Linked DNA regions of Danio rerio: region 1 is linked to region 2. The links are chromatin contacts, called in public Hi-C maps. All regions are on one chromosome and are shown on one strand. The core of a region is the stretch at or near the end of the contact, and the rest is flanking DNA. Distances in the headings are between cores, read along the strand shown.

The links. A called contact is a pair of places that touch in the nucleus more often than the background predicts.
Region 1: a contact with region 2 is called in a Hi-C map of an unstated tissue, with 2.6 times the contacts expected there. The contact joins two enhancer-like sites. A contact is called at or near these places in 1 of 18 Hi-C or Micro-C datasets (an unstated tissue) and 1 of 4 datasets of contacts at active chromatin or transcription factors (embryo).

What each region holds. Positions count from the first base shown.
Region 1 is chr11:28,422,071-28,424,770 of GRCz12tu, reverse strand. The region is part of intron 1 of foxj3 (forkhead box J3); the gene reads left to right. Among named protein-coding and RNA genes, the nearest start is that of foxj3, 9.7 kb to the left of the region's middle. Within about 2 kb of position 1,425, at least 42 of the 62 cell types and tissues checked have an H3K27ac peak or open chromatin away from gene starts, as enhancers often do.
Region 2 is chr11:27,889,843-27,892,542 of GRCz12tu, reverse strand. The region is part of intron 1 of skib (v-ski avian sarcoma viral oncogene homolog b); the gene reads left to right. Among named protein-coding and RNA genes, the nearest start is that of skib, 12 kb to the left of the region's middle. Within about 2 kb of position 1,367, at least 32 of the 62 cell types and tissues checked have an H3K27ac peak or open chromatin away from gene starts, as enhancers often do.

The DNA of each region.
Region 1 (2,700 bases), core at 176-2,675, 530 kb before region 2:
ACGTTTTGCTTCATTTCTCCCATTTGAGTGTCTGAGTAGCCAAAGCTGTAAAGCAGACATAGGTCCGATTAATAAAGCTAATTGGTTTAGCACTGCAGAAATTTAAAGTTTTGTTTTTTAAAGTTCCTTTTGAAAATTATGAATTAACAAAATACTGATTTTAAATGCTGGTGCGTTTAATGTCTGTTTAAAAACATTGTTTAAAAGGATTTCCAGCTCTTAATGTTGCACTTTCTCAATTTCAATTTAACATGGTATTATGCTAATTAAATAATTGAATGATGCTTTAGTTCATTTTCCTGAAGCAGTGAAATGATTTAATTTTATTAAGCTGTGCTTGAACGTTCAAGTAAGTCGAGATATTGCAGTATACCTCTCCTTGAGAAATGCTCAAGTTTAAAAAAAAAAAAATGTTGCATCATAAAAATGTTTGCTGCTTGCAATAAGTGTTTTGAAGAAATATTCAATATTATTCTCGATGTGAGTAGCATGCAAACCATTCATGGCCAGATCAGGGAAATAACACCATGTAGAACTTAACTCATACCTGCTGTTAGTGGGGTATAAATTGAGATTTCTTTTTACATTAAATTTAAGATATGTACCAAGGCATCATTTATTTGATCAGACAATACAATAAAACAGTAATAAGTTGAAATATTATTATTTAAAATAGTAACTTTGCTTTTCTAATATATAAAAAATATAAATAGTTTAGAAAACAGTATTTCTAAGCATTCTCTAATGAACTGAGGTTATTAATCATTTAAGCTTCATATTAAGAATAAAATTTTTTATTGAATACGTTGTTGTAAAGAAGACAAATTTCATTCATTTCTGTAAAGAACTTCATCATGACTTGATGCAACTTTTAAAATGTAACATTAAGATGTAATTTAAATGCCAAGTTATTGCAGTTATCTTAAACAATCATGAACAGGCGATTATGTAATTACATGCAGTTCAGTGACACCATTTTGCATAATCTTAGGTGAGCCTGAGCTGCTCACCTGTCTGCTGATTAAAATGTGTTTACAGCATCATTACAGGCCTTGCTCTGTGGTTTGCATCAAAGGTAAAACTGGCACAGGAAGTGTTTAATGCATTTAGCACACTGTCAAGCTAAAGCCAGAGCGATGGTGTTCTCCCGTGATGCAGTTCTTTCAACCTTTTGACTCCGCTGACTAATAGTTTCTGCTGCACTAAATCGTTCTTAACATTCCTCTTAAAGGGAACGATTGTGTCATTACGCTTCAGAAAGTCCTTGAATGAAGCCAAAGAAGTGCTCTGCGAACACGGGGAGCGAGCTTTGGGATGACGTAGGTGACACCATAAGTGATTTCTCCCCTCTGTCCTCCTGAAGTCTCACACTGCCGCATTCAGCTGGCCTCCCTCGCTTAACAAACAAGAGTTCTGTGGAGAATGCCTCATGTTACTCAAATGAGTCATATTTCCTTTGGACTCTGCGCTGCTCCCTCTGCACAGCTTGAATTAAGTCTACGTGGGGGAGGGGTGCTCTCATCCTCGTTTGACTCCGAAGCTTTCGGAGGTTTGGTCAGTGCCGTTGGCCTTGTGTTGGTGTGTCAGTAATGGGACGTGAGCCACACTGATCAATGGGTCTTTAGAATGCCAGATCCCTTGGTGGCTGACACCACTGACATCGGGCTGGGCCGGCTGAGTCATGGGCTCTTAAATAGGCCGGCTGGAATCCTAGCCCTTGGAGTGACCCCGCTGGTGGCTGCAGGAGAGGAACAAGCTGCACCTGGTGTCTAAACTCACTTTTATGATGTTCTGTTTGTGTTTGTTAATAATGCAAGCTTTAGAGGGAGTCTAGCAATGAATGTTGGTCGGCATTGACAATTCAGCATTGGAAATATTGTTTTTTGAAGACTCTTTTTCTGTGAGTGTGCAAAGGTAAAATAAGAAAGTATGACTAGAACTGGGCAGCAGTGATTATGCTGGAGCTTAATATACTTGTTTGTCGCTTTGCTGCTTATTTGCATTAAGTTGGAATCACTAGATCTAATTGAACTTTAAGGTTTTATCTTCACTGCCATTTGTAAGCACAGTGCTTCCCACAGGTTTGAAATATACTTATGGTTTAGGCCAGATTGAGACAGACCATTACCCACTGCACATAAATGGGTAACTGTATGCGACAAACAAAACATCATTTGACTTTTAACACTATTTTTATAATTATCTGTTTTAAACAATTCTAATTCAGTGGGTTCTTTTCAGTGGGTTAAAGTAAAAAAAGACTATATGCTATTCAGGAGCCATGCGCACTTTGATGGGGTAAAATCTGCTTCTCTCCATCTCTCATTCAAGTTCAGGTTGCTTTATTGGCATGACATTTTGTATAGTATTGTCAAAGCATTTTAAATCTATAAAATATGCAATATATATATATATATATATATATATATATATATATATATATATATATATAGGCGAGGCAGTGGCGCAGTAGGTAGTGCTGTCACCTCACAGCAAGAAGGTTACTGGGTCGCTGGTTCGAACCTCGGCTCAGTTGGTGTTTCTGTGTGGAGTCTGCATGTTCTCCCTGCGTTTGCGTGGGTTTCCTCCAGGTGCTCCGGTTTCCTCGGTCCAAAAGACATGCGGTACAGGTGAATTGGGTAGGCTAAATTGCCCGTAGTGTTTGAGTGTGTGAATGTGTGTGTGGCTGTTTTCCAGAGA
Region 2 (2,700 bases), core at 118-2,617:
ACACAGAGGAACATAAAAGCCTACTGCCAGTTAATGTTTCGGACGTGTTATTGCAGAGCAACACAAATTGCACGCAGAAGTATACATTCACAACTACACACAAGGCACGCACTGTGGGTCACGCTGATCACTCGACGCAGAAGTAGAGACCAGCCTATACACTACAGGAGCAATCCAAATATTCTGAAATTAATCAAACGATCAATACTTTTAATACTTTGTTTACCCCTGTTTAGTGTCATTCAACTGCAGTCGAATTGACAAAAAAAAAATTTGATACAAGGTGTAAATGAGCCCATTGTAATTTGAAATTTTACCAAACCAGTTTGAACTGCTGTGTTTTCTTACTAATCTGCTTCTCTAATTTAACCAACCATGTCAAAGTGTCATTGAGTAGCCCACTAATCAATAATCAGTAAGCATGACACAAGTTTTGGTTTGTCATGTGAATGGAAAAGACTTTTAATGTAGTGCAAGACTACACTAAATTCTTACTTTTATGGTGGTTTTAAGCTTGAAAGCTCTGGCCCTCATTCATGTAATTGCACATTATTCCCATTTGCTTTGGTGGATCCATAGAAGCAAGCACGTCCTAAGGCATCAGAGCGTGTATATAATGAATTTTCATTTTAAGGTGAACGGCTGCTTATGTATATAAAATGGCAGTAGTTTAATTAAATTACTAGCAAACTGGCTTTTGCACATTTGATTCTTTACTAGGCTTAGGGGAGAAAAGCTTCAGTTTTTTGTATGTGAGCTGTCTGGGCATTTATAAAAAGAGGGATTTTGTGTTTTTAAGCAGCCCGTGGCCTCTCGTTCACTCCTCTGAGGCACGCAGACGGCTCTCGCTCCACGCCCAAGCAGCATTATTCAGAAAACTTCTGTGATTGGAGAGTCAGCGTAGTTGCTAAGCAAAGCTGCTCTTCCTTTGCTAAATAAGAACTTGATGCTTCCTGGCTGGTGGGCTGAGGGGAGCGTGCCAGCTCTCTCATGCTCGCTCACTCACCGCTCACTCTGCCTGTCTTTCTCTCGCTCACACGCACACATGCACTTTCTCTCTTTAACACATACACAAACAAGTCTCTGCAACACTCGTATTCAGGCCTTCTTGTGGCGATTGTGTTACCGTGGCTCAAGCCTAGCCTTGCAAAAAAGGGAGAAGAAATGATGATGTCAGGATGACCTGATCCATAACCTCCATTTCCCTATGCCTCTCGGCTTCGGATGAGTGCAAGTCTGTCTCTCCCTCTCTCTGCTCTCTGGGTGGTGCAAGGATGGAGGTTTTCCTGCGTTTGCCCTCCTTGTGTTTAAGGGTTTGGGTTATGAGGCACGTTCAGATTTTTCCAGAAAGGCTGATTCACTCCTCCAGCCCTCAGACAGCTGGCAAGACCTCCATTTTCCACTCGCTGCGATGGTCCACCACAACATGGTGTTTCAGAAATGCTTCTGGAACGCTCTCCAAGATGGCGTTCACAAAAACGGAAAGTTTTGTGGCTGGAGAGGTTGCATAGAGTGCTCTAGCTTTCTAAGGCTAATGCTATCAAGTATCATGTCTAGTCAGTGAAAATCAACTGTTTAAAAATGTTCCCTTTTCCACGCTTCAGCAAGTCGAATGCATAATACATGCAGAGGAACTGCAGTTGCTTAAAGAGGTGGTTCACCCAAAAAGTAATGCTCATTTGCTCACTCCTGTGTGGTCTAAATTTTTCATGTAGTGACAGAAAGTTTTAGGCTTTATAAACTCAATGTTTCCACTGAGCATTACGGTTAAGTTCAGTAAAGTACAGTATGGTTTGGTAAGGTCACTTAGATTTTTCTCTGCACACAGTACCATTTCAGTCGGTGGGGTGTACGCTGTGCTTAATTTATGAATTGTGAGGTCCCGGAACAGATCGGGATAATGGATCTGGCATGTTACCCGTGGATGGAGAGGTGCCACGCACGAAAATGGAGAGAGAGGCGGAGGTTGGTGCGGTGGAAGGCGGAGGGATGTCTCGGACGAAAGTGAAGAGGGTTGGGACTGGGGAGTAGTGGAAGAAAGTAAAAGTAAACAGCAGACCGTTGGGGGGGGGAGCAGTTGAGGAGAGGGATCAGTAAAATATGGTGCTAGATCAGATTTCAGAGGTTCCGGATCCGCCGTGTTCCAGCACAAATTAAGCCCTGGGTGTACGACAAAGTTGCGATTGACGCCATTCTCTATCAGAAGAATATAGATGTGCGGCATGTTCACGCAATTAGAGAGGGAAAGCGGCACCTCTCATTAGCTATGTTTCCATTCACCTATTTTTATGCACATTTTAAATACATTTTATGGATACATTTTGAAAATGCAAATAAACTATAATGCAAACACTTTCACCAAACAATGTTCCAGTATGTGCATTAAAAAGAGTCATGTGATTTTGTTATAAGAAATTGTGATGATAAAAAATGTGTGTGAATAGACAAACCAGGCTGAGCACATTGTAAAACATCTGAAATGTTGTTTAGGTTAATGTAAAGCGCCTCACCCATTTCAGTATTACTGTTATTATTAATTACCTCCAGAATCAAGAGCGTCTATGCTCCATGCCTTTAAACGCCACCATGTGTTCATTGCATGTCGCCATTTGTCTTCTGAGGTGCAAGTAACTTATTCAATAGAGAAAAAGATCACGCAGCTTCTCCTACCACAACAAATTCTGTTTTTACTTTTGATAT